2 separate regions of the Oryctolagus cuniculus genome follow, and region 2 is linked to region 1. A link is a contact called in public Hi-C data. All regions are on one chromosome and are shown on one strand. The core of a region is the stretch at or near the end of the contact, and the rest is flanking DNA. Distances in the headings are between cores, read along the strand shown. Region 1 holds the start of C5H6orf62 (chromosome 5 C6orf62 homolog). Region 2 has its middle 27 kb from the start of GMNN.

What was found. A called contact is a pair of places that touch in the nucleus more often than the background predicts.
Region 2: a contact with region 1 is called in a Hi-C map of psoas muscle, with 3 times the contacts expected there. The contact joins the enhancer-like site here to the promoter of C5H6orf62 in region 1. A contact is called at or near these places in 2 of 6 Hi-C or Micro-C datasets (psoas muscle and an unstated tissue).

Annotation. Positions count from the first base shown.
Region 1 is chr5:152,070,990-152,076,508 of mOryCun1.1, reverse strand. C5H6orf62 (chromosome 5 C6orf62 homolog) reads left to right here and starts at 2,071. Exons shown (of 5, transcript XM_051855012.2): 1 at 2,071-2,279; 2 at 5,304-5,480. The coding sequence starts at 2,238. LOC138849707 (a long non-coding RNA gene) reads right to left here and starts at 768. Exons shown (of 3, transcript XR_011388783.1): 1 at 308-768.
Region 2 is chr5:152,106,715-152,112,233 of mOryCun1.1, reverse strand. No RefSeq gene overlaps it. Among named protein-coding and RNA genes, the nearest start is that of GMNN, 27 kb to the left of the region's middle. Within about 2 kb of position 3,088, at least 1 of the 8 cell types and tissues checked has an H3K27ac peak or open chromatin away from gene starts, as enhancers often do.

The sequences.
Region 1 (5,519 bases), core at 822-3,321:
CCACTCCCTTGCTATTCTCATGGCAAATCTGGAAGCTCCCAAGGAGCGGGCAGGGGGCACTTCTGACCTTGCCAAGGGTAACTTTTGAGGGGGACATTTCCCACCCTCAATTTCCAGGCTGCCTATTACACCATCTGACTCTTCACACTATTTCTCTCTCCTAACCTTTTTTTTTTTTTTTTATTTTTCCTAAACCAGTGCCATAAACTACATATCTTCAGTTTTACCCAGGAGAGTTTCCCACTGTTATGTGATTGTGCAAATGAACCGTAGCAAAATGCGAGCTCTGTTTCTAGGTTGGAAATACCTTGGTTTTGGACGATTCCCACCACTCTACTGTGGTTCACGGGTGAAAAGGGTGCGTGCAGCTCATCTATTTTGCTGTCACCAACAGAAAGGCAGCAACTTGGGGACCCGGTGGACCTCTACCTTTCAACGCGGAGCTGCTAATAGAGGAGCCACGGGGCTGTACTTGGAGAAGAGACCTTTGTTGATGACTTGTGCAACTCCGTTTTTACCAGAACGTTAGCGCTCTCGAAAACCCACTCGACGCGATTCCTCCCCAAGGACGTTAGATCCGTGCTGCTGGGAGATCCTGGTGGAGAATGTCTGACGGTGGGGAGAAGCTCCTGCGGCTTCTCTCCCAGCTCGCAGAGCGCGAACCCCGCAAAGCCCGGGACAGCCTTCCCCGCCCGGGCACGTGGCGCGGGGCCGTGGCCTCAACGCCATCGGAGGCTGCAGACGCCCGGGGGCCGACCTCCAACAACCAAGTGAAAAGGGAACTTTCTCCACACACTTTCCTTTTCCCCGCCTCGCCCCGCCCTGGCCCTGCCCATCCCCCCCGCCACTGCGCGGCGTTAGCTCCGTTCCACGCCCCGCCCGAGCCCACATGGAGAAGATCCGGGACGAGGTGAGACTGCATCCGGGTGCTTTGCCAGGGCGGGTGCGGGGCGTGTCTTTATGACGTCAGTGGGAGAGGCGCCCCCCCCCCCTTCTGGAGACGGGGACCTCCTGACGGAGGGGGGCGGAGAGAGAGGCAAGGAGCCCCTTTCCCCGCCCACAGAAAGTCCATGATGGAGAAAAGGGGATTCTCTATTGTCAAACTCACTTTCGAGGTTGGAATACTAAGTAGAAAGGAAAAATTCAAAAGTTCACAATTTAAAAGTGTTTATAATATCTTCTCCTTCTGATATGATTTCCTCTTTTCTTGGTGGCCCTGCAGAGCTTTCCGCCTCCAGGCTCGCTTCCCCCCCACACTCCTGCACACATGGTGCAGTCCCGGGGTAGGCGCAGCCGCAGAAGGCTCGGGGCGGTGCCGGTGAGGGGCGGGTGACGCAGCGTCGCTCGCTGCCATTTTAAGTTGTTTGTTCTCGCTGCTTCGCTCAAACGCGACTCTGCCCCGGACCCGGGAGCCGCCCGAGTCCGCCGCCGCTTCCGCAGCCGCCGGTGGGGGCACGAGGCTGTGCCACTGCGGACGCTCGCCTTTTCTGCGGCCTTTCCCCCATCCGGTCTCCTCGGCCTCCTTTCCAGAGAGCGGAAGCCCGCCTGTTGGGGGGAGGAGAGACTCGCGAGCAGATGCCTGAACTGAAATAACTTTATTCCGGGGCGTCCTCGGCTGACAGGCCGCTTAGCGCAGGGCCGCTCCCTCCCCGCCAGCGCCGACCTCCCCCTCTTTTCCTCCTCGTTCTCCTTCTCTGTCCCGTCGCCTCCGTCCCTCCCTCCTCCTCCTCCTCCTCCTCCGCCGCTGCCGGCGCCGAGCCAGACTATGGGTCCCAGGCGGGGGCTACGCGGCGGCAGCAGCGCGGGCGGCCAGGCCTTAGCGCGCTCTGCAGCGGGCATGGAGGGGCGCAGTCGGCTGGTGGTGTTCTCTTGACATGGCTCCCGCCCGAGCCGCCAGCAGCGCCGCCGCCGTCGCCGCCTCCGCCGCCGCCGCCGCTCCGCCCGCGGGCTGCGGCTAGAGGCCCGAGAGAGCCCGGCCCGCCGCCCTCGGGAGACAGACCAGCGCCCCCGGCCGTGCAGACTCGGGAAACATGGTCTGCTCGACGTGAGCGCTCCTCCGGAGTCCGGGAACTTAGTTTTTTTTTTTTTTTTTTTTGTTGGGGGTGGGTGGGAGGGCGGGCGGGCTTACTTTTAAGAAGTAATTGCTATTAACACGATTATTTTCTTTTCTTCCCACTGGTCCTCCCCATTTACCCTCTCCCGCCTCCTACCCGGGCGGGAGTTGTTTCCACGATGAAATGAGTGCGAACCCGAGGGATCCTGTGTCTCCCGTGGTGCGAGTGAGTCGCTGCCGCTGAGGGCGGGGGCGGGGGTGGGGCCTGGGCGGTGGGAGCAGGTGGTCCCCGGGCGCCGCCTGGGGCTGGGGCGACGAACCCGCCACCTTGGCCCCGGCAATGCTCACGCCAAGATAAGACCGCACATCCCACCACCTCGCACGGGGACGCACTCGCAGGGAAGGCTCCCCTGGGGAATGTAGGGCTCACCGCAGGGCTGGGGGCGTCAGGATCCCGGGCGTGAATTAGGTCTGCCCACCGCCGGAATAACTTCACCCCGTATCACGTACCCCCCTCTCCCTCTGCCATCATGATTCTCCTTGGCAGCAGCGCTAGCAGCCGCCTGAGGGTGGAGACGTGGGTGTTGGGGAAGTGGGTCGTGACTCCGCTGTTTCTTCTCATGGCTCCCTCGGGCAACAGCTGTCCGCCCCCGGTATACACTGTAGTCGATTGCGGGGAAACCCTGGACCTCGGCCCTTCCTTCTCTGATTTTGCACTTCTCTCTTTGCTCACCACCAAGTGTAATCAATAACAAGCACTGACAATACATAGCAATAGTGAAATCTGAAATAACTAAGAATTAATTAGGTACTACAGCCATGGATCTGGCTGGGTAAAATCCAATTGGATATTTCAGTTTCATTCCCTACCCTGTTTTTTTTTTTTTTGGTGTTTTGTTTTTGTTTTCGTTTTGTGTTTGGAAGGCAAGGATCACATTCCCCCCCCCCCCCCGTTCCTTTTCTTTAGTCCCTTTTCTTAAAGGGGGGGATACGGATGGATTTTGAGGATTGGACTGGTGTGGTTTTATCACACACCTAAATCCTGATACTAGGCTTTTCATTCCCCCCCAAAGCCTTTATTTTGGCATTTGAGCCAAATGTGTTTTCCAGGAAGTTAGTTCAAGTATTTTCTCCTTTTCTTTCCTTCCTCCTCTTCCTTTTCCCCACCTGATTCCAAACGTTACTGTCCAGACATGACTGGACAGCGGCTTTTGTTTCTTGACCCTGTAATATGACAGTCTGCTAATATTGCCAGAAGGTGCAGTTTTGGGGATACAGTTGTGATTTTAGCTATTATATTAGCAGGAAAAAAAAATGACTTGTTTCTGTTGTACTTGAGTCTTAAGAAAAAGTGCCCATAGTTTAGTGACAATTTCCAAAGGCTTTAGTACCACCTGTATTTCAAAATGGGGGACCCAAACTCCCGGAAGAAACAAGCTCTGAACAGACTACGTGCTCAGCTTAGAAAGAAAAAAGAATCTCTAGCTGACCAGTTTGACTTCAAGATGTATATTGCCTTTGTATTCAAGGAGAAGGTAATTTAAAGTTCTTAATGTGAATTAGCACAAGTGGTTTTGTAAGTGTATATTAAGTTGTTACTCTTAAGTAATTACTGATATTAGGTTAAAGAGTGGTTGATAAAAGTTTGCTTTGTATGCTTTTATACCTTTACGGATAATTTTTTGACGTGAGCACAGTAGTTGAATGTGACTGTATTGAAGGTCCTTAAGTACTGGTTTGGGAAGATTTGTTTCCAGAGGTCAGGAGGATCCACTTGCAATTAACCTGGGGTGGGAAACTTTGTAAAACTACAGTAATTTGGAGTTACATATGAAGTTTTATAACTGAATGTAGAAATTATCTAATAAAAAGTATAAAGAGGATGGAGTATTAAATTGGAATCAAAATGTATGTTTAGGTCAGTCTATTTAACTTCATGAATCAGGTGCCTTTTATCATATATTTAATGAAATAGACTACACTTTAATTTTTAGGAGCAGTTAAATGCTGACATGGTTAATTTTGTGTTTAGAAGTTTGCATTTTTGAAAATTCAAATTGACCCAGAGAGGAAGTAATATTTTGGTCAGAGTTAGTTTCACAGTTAAATAGCAGATGATGACATGAGTAGTCAAGGAGAACGTGATAAAAGTAATATATTTTTTTGTGCGTGATTAAAAGGGACTGCTTAAATTGTCAACAAGACTCTCTGACATGGGGTTAGACTATGAATATAAGGAATTGCCACTTTGATTTTATGCTTAAATTATGACCTAGTTGTAGTGGTATGTATTTAGTACTTTTGGGAAGGCTTCTGGATTGTTACTTATTTGTAATTTTTAAATGTTATTTCTATTTAAGAACACTCTTGCTTGTTAGAGTTTGGCTTTTAAGATGATTTTAAAGTGAAGTGTTCTGGATAGGTTGTCCCAGTGGGTAGCAGCAAGGATTTTCTTACCCATTTTTTTCTTTTTTTAAAGCTAGTTGTCTGCAAAATTGAGATCAGATTTTAGTTGGAGATATTAACAAAGAATAGCTCTTAAAATCCGAGATGTAAGTGGTGAGGCTAGATCTTTACATTTAATCTATTAAAAAAAATACCCCAATAGTACTAATCTGTAATGCCTGTGAAAATCGTTTTCTATGAGTGAATAGTACCTGGGCAGTTACCCTAAATACTTCACAATCTGTCCTCCATTGTACAGAATTTTATAGGTGAGAATGTCTCGAGTAATTTTAAAACAATTTGGTGTACATTTTCCCCTCCTTTTCTTAAATTGATAACGTGTGGTTACACTCAGGAGATCCAGAAGATAATGTAAACTGGCCCACTTACAGGATAAGACAGTTGATTTGAGCAGCATTTTGTTTAAGCTGGCAAGATTTTAATGTAGCTGTATGCAGAACCAGTTAAATCATCCAAGGCTTCATCACTCAATTTTTTAAACTTTTCTTTTTAAGTCTTAGCAGTATTTCTTATATATTAAGAAGTGTTGTCTAAAATAAGTACTTGGTATAAATACCATAATAGTATAAAACTGAAATTAAGCATTCTGGTAATAGCCTGTTTGTATAAAGTTGTGGGTAGTGTGGGGGGAGAGAGAACTGTCTTAAGTATTTTTGGTGTAAAATTTAGATATTTCTAAGAATTTTGCTGAGTTAAAGTACTTGACCTTGTTAGTATGGACTGGGTGTTAAACAACAGTGTGCTCTCGGTGGGTTAATAACCTTTTTTTTTTTTTATTTTTTAGAAGAAAAAATCAGCACTTTTTGAAGTGTCTGAAGTTATACCAGTCATGACAAATAATTATGAAGAAAATATCCTGAAAGGTGTGCGAGATTCCAGCTATACCTTGGAAAGTTCCATTGAGCTTTTACAGAAGGATGTGGTACAGCTCCATGCTCCTCGATACCAGTCTATGAGAAGGGTAAGTTCTGTCTTTTTTTTTTTCCCTCAAGATTGATTT
Region 2 (5,519 bases), core at 1,839-4,338, 35 kb before region 1:
CAAAGGTTGAAGGTGGTGAGGGAGAGGCAGATAAGGCTGTGGAGCAAGCGTGGGAGCGAAAACAGGTGGTCTGGAAGAGGGACACCCAGAGAACAGTGAGCCTGTTAGACACCCAAGGCGAACTATTTTTAACACATACCCCAGTGTGTGAAAATTATTTTCAGAAACGCAATCAGCCCCTCGATATCTGTGGATTTCAGATCCTTGGATTCAACCAGCCATGGATTGAAAATATGAAAACTAAAATTGCATCTGTACTGAACATGAATGCACAGACTTTTTTCCTGGTCATTCATTATTCCCTAAACAATACAGCAGGGGAACTGGCGCTGTGGCGTAGCGGGTAAAGCCTCCACCTGCCGTGCCAGATCCCCTAGGGGTGTTGGTTTGAGTCCCAGCTGCTCCACTTTTGATCCAGCTCTCTACTATGGCCTGGGAAAGCAGTGGAAGATGGCCCAAGTCCTTGGACCCCTGCACCCATGTGGGAGACCTGGAAGAAGTCCTGGCTCCTGGCTTTGGATTCGCATAGCTCCAGTCATTGCGGCCATTTGGGGAGTGAGCCAGCGGATGGAGGATCTCTCCATCTCTCTGCCTCTGCCTCTCTCTGCCTTTAAAACAAATTTTATTTATATATATATATAAAATGTGTGTATACAGTATGATAACTAATTAAATAATATTCATAATATTCACATTGTACTAGTTACTGAAAGTCATCCAGAGATGAGCTAAGGTTCATGGCAGGATGAGCATAGGTAAATGCCAATACTATACCATGTTATATAAGGGACTTTGACGTCCTGGATTGTGGTATCCAGGGGGTCCTGGAACCGATCTCCCACACATGCTGACAGACAACTGTAATCATGAAATGAAAGGAATAATAAAGTTACATAAAGTAAATACAGAAATTAGCATTTTCCTGTTATTGAACCTTGTACACACAACTATATGAGTAAAAGAAAAAAATGTAGATTAAAAATTCCAGTAGAGGCATGGGCATTTGCCTAGTGGTTAAAGCACCAGTCAAGATGCCTGTCTTCCACTTCAGAGTTCCTGGCTTTGATCCCTGGTCTGGGCTCCTGATTCCAGCTTCCTGCTAGTGTGGACCCTGGGAGGCAACAGTGATGGCTCAAGAAGTTGGGTCCCTGCCTCTCAAGTGGGAGACCTGGATTGAGTTCCACCTCATGGCTTCATGTTCCAAACCCAGCCCTGGTCACTGAGCGCACCTGGGGAGTGAACGAGCAAATGAGAGATCTCTGTCTCTCTGCTTCTTAGATTTAAGGGGAAAAAAATCACAGTGCAAAAAAAAGAAGTGAGTAGTATGTTAATACTTGTGTACTACATGTAAAAGGTTCAATGCAGGGAAAATAAGTCACACCACTGAGGCAGACATGCTCTTGAGTCATTAAAAATGTATTTATTTGAAAGTCTGAGTTGCAGAGAGAGGAAGAGACAGGGAGAATCTTCTATCCACTGGTTCACTCCCCAGTGGCTGCAATGACGGGGGCTGGGCCAGGCCAAATTCAAGAACCTGGAACTCTGTCTGGGTCTCCCGTGTGGGTGGCAGTGGCCCAAGCACTTGGGCCATCTTCCATTGCCTTACCAGGCACATTAGCAGGAAGCTGGATTGGAAGTGGAGCAGCTGGATCTTGAACCAATGCTCATATAGGACGCCGGCACCTTAACTCACTGCACAGCAATGCTGGGCCCTGTTAAGGAATTCTTCAATGTTAAGCACTTAACAACGAACAAAGAAGGAATGTTGATGTCAGAAAATTTATTCAGGGGCTAGCGCTGTGGCACAGAGAGCTAAGCTGCCACTTGTGATGCCGGCATCCCACATTGGAGTGCTGGCTCAGGTCCTGCCCGCTACAGCCCAAGTGCCTGGATGCTTGTCACCAAGTTGGACATGTTGGAGACCAGGATGGAATTCCTGGCTCCTGGCTTTGGCCTTTCCCAACCCTGGCTGTTGAGGCCATTTAGGAAGTGAACCATTGGATAGGAGATCTGTCTCTACAGCTCTCCACCTGTCTCTGTCACTCTGTGTTTCAAATAAAGAATAAAAAAAAATTATTCAAATTCAGTAAAATACTTGAGTATGAACTAAAATTTGTACCTACCAAATAAAATATCACACCTGTCAGTTTCACGGGGTTTTAAAACAGTTTTTCATTTATTTGAAAGAGAGACACAGAGAGACATATCTTCCATCTACTGGTTTAGTCTCCAAATGCCTGTGACAGCCCAAGCTGAGTCGGACCAAAGCCAGGAAGTCAATCCGGGTATCCCACATGCATGTTAGGTTCCCCGAGTACTTGCGTCATCATCTGCTAACTCCCAGGATGTGCATTAGCAGGAAGCTGGAATCTGAAGTGGAGCCAGCATGCAAATCCAGGCACTCCCACGAGGAATATGGGCGTCCTAACTACTCAGTCAAACGCTTGCCCTATCTCACTGTTCTTCAGTCTAAATGCAAGTAAAAATTCCAGGACGTCACACATACAATGATAGGGTTGAGGTAACACCCTTACAACCACCCTGCTATCTTTGTCTAGTTAACACCTGGTGTTTAAAAGCAGAGCTACGGTACCTCAAGGAGTAGACACAGGAATTTCACCAAGGATGAACTTGGAAGATTCCACTAGAAACTTCTACTCTAGGGGCCGGTGCTGTGGCACAGTGGGTTAAAGCCCCAGTCTGTAGCGCCGGCATTCCATATGGGCACCGGTTCGAGTCCTGGCTGCTCCACTTCTGATCCGTCTCTCTGCTATGGCCTGGGAAAGTAGTAGAAGGTGGCCCAAATCCTTGGGCTTCGAATAGGCACAGTTCTGGTCTTTGCAGCCATCTCTCTCTCTCTCTCTGCTTCTGCCTCTCTGTGACTCTGACTTCCAAATAAATAAATAAATAATTTTAAAAAAAAAAAACAACCTTCTACTCTAGACCAACTGTATGTGAGGCTGGGCGTGATTGGGCCAGCTGTGTGCCAGCGTACTCTGAGTTTTCTTCTGGGCCAGCTGTGTGCCAGCATACTCTGAGTTTCCTTCCGTGTAGCATTCTACAGTGTTTATCCAGGCTGGAATAATAGAAATGTTCCAGTTCCAGGCTGACATGTGCATTGCCAAAACTCAACAGTAACTGCTGCGGTTGCGTAGTCTTGACCAGCGAATGACTCTTCAGTTAAGAGTGTTTTGTAACTCACTGTTTTTACTTTGCCACAGAGGGTTTGGACTGCCGTTTAATTTTGATAATGGGTAAAAATAGACCAACTGGGGCAGACACTTGACCTGGCAGTTAGGAAACCGCTTGGGATGCCTGCGTCCCATTTCAGAGTACTTTAGTTCAAAACCTGGCTCTGCTCCTGATTCCGGCTTCCTGAGAATGCCCACCCTTGGAGGCAGCAGGTGCTTGGGTCCCTGCCACCTGGGGGGGGGGGGGGGACCTGAATGTGCTTTCTCCTTCTGGTTGTGGCCTAGCCCATATCAGGCTGTCGCAGGCGTTTGGGAAATGAGTCGGCAGATGCGAGCTCTCTTTCTGTTCATCTCTTTCTCTCTCCCTCCCTTTCAAATAAAGTGAATAAATTTTTTCTTGAATAGAAAAAATAGCAGGCCAGTGGATCAGTTTTGCTTTGAAAGTTCAGCCCTCAGGGTCTCCCCCGCGTAGACTGTTGCCCCCTCTCCACTCAGGCTTCCATGCGGCAGAAGAAAGGCCAAGGGCAAGCTGGGTAAGGGTGGGCTTGCAGCTGAGGGGCGAGGGAGCCAGGTCATCTGCTAAGAATGAGGGGAAGTCGGCACTGGGGAAGCGAAGGCTCCTGCAGAGAGCAGGACAGAGACCCACGTGGAATTACACAGGCGAGATACGCTGGCCCCAGAATGGCTGCCCAGTCACTGTGGCTCCCAGAACTTCTAGAGTGAGATGACCCACAGGCCTCCGGGAATGGGCCAAACAACCAAGTGTTGCAGGGCTCTGCTCTTGTGAGCTGGATGCCATGTAACCAGGAGGCGGGTTTAGGTCTGTAGAAGCTCAACGTCTCTGCAAGCACCCCAATGATACGCAGTCCTACACGTCCATCAAAACGCCCCCTTTCCCCGGATCTACCTGCTACATCCGGGACCTGAGGGAGGGAGCGCCATGAGAATATGGAGATTAAGTTCCACATGGAGTTTATGCAGGGACCACAAAATTCCCAGGTGGCTTCAAGCGTGTAGAGGCGCCAACCCCTACCTCACAAAAGAGGCCGACATTGGAAGGAAGCTATCTCTCGCTCTCTTTCACCACGGACTAAGGCTGGAGGTGCTGCACAGAGACTCTCCCCCTCCCCCTCTCCCCCTCTCCCCCTCTCCCTCTCTCTCTTTCCTCCCCCACTCCTCCTCCCTTCAGGCAATCCTCTGCTCATAAGGGGTACTTCTTTATGCGGGGCAACCCACACTCGTGCATGTGTGTGTGTTCCCTTGTCTGCTATTGAATACATTTTAGCACTTTGTGCACCTTATACATGTCTGCACTTAGTTATCTTACCTTTGTGTAAGACAAGAGCCTGGAGTAAAATGAACACACCCATGTCCACATCAAGTTCACCTAAGCCTCTGCACTCATTAAAAGAGAGTGTCCTCTGATTTGAGGGAGCTCCACTGGGCAGAGTTCCTGTGGAAACCTCTCCCTAGGAGTGCGCCTCCCCGCAGGCTGGGGGCCTTAGCTCCTGGCTGGGGCAGCAGCGGTGGCTTCTGGAAAACCCTGCAAACCACAAATGATTCACTTGCTAAGCCTCATGATTGGGCTCCTCTCCTTGGTGTGGTCTATGGTTCTGCCCAGTGGAGGTCCCTTAAGCCCAGCAGACGTGGTTTGAAAGAGCTGCAGGAGAGGGGGCAGTGCTGTGGCGCAGTGGATAAAGCCGCTGCCTGCAGTGCCGGCATCCCCTATGGGTGCCAGTTCCAGACCCGGCTGCTCCACTTCCAATCCAGCTCTCTGCTATCCCAGAGCATAGCAGTAGAAGATGGCCCAAGTCCTTGGGCCCCTGCACCTGAAATTGGAGATGACCCCCTAAAATTTATACAAAAATGTGGCCCTTTAAGGTTCCCCAGAAGTGCTATCTGGGGTGCTGCATATGCTACTGGAATTTGGGGTGCCATACAATATCACCATATGCTTACTAATAAATCCCCAATATTAGTAAGCCCAAGAGAGTTCTTGCCTAATATTTAGAGAAGAATTCTAAATACCGGCACAGATAAACGAGGCAGCATGGCACATCTTAGGGTTTTATTTAGTGAGAAAAATGCATAGGAGAGTGAGAGCTTTATTAAGAGAGAGGTAAATCTGGGTTCATACCGAGCACCAGGAACCAGCCCCGTGGAGGAGCATCTAGGCCAGGAAGCCTAGGGTGGGTGGCCCGAAGGCCACGTGCCCTTGAGGCACGAGGCTACAGCAAGCCCCCTCCTGGCAAGAGGCCAGGGAAAAAGAGAAGGGCCAGACACACCAGCTTTTAACCCACTTCCAAAAGGGAGTGGTTAATTAACCTG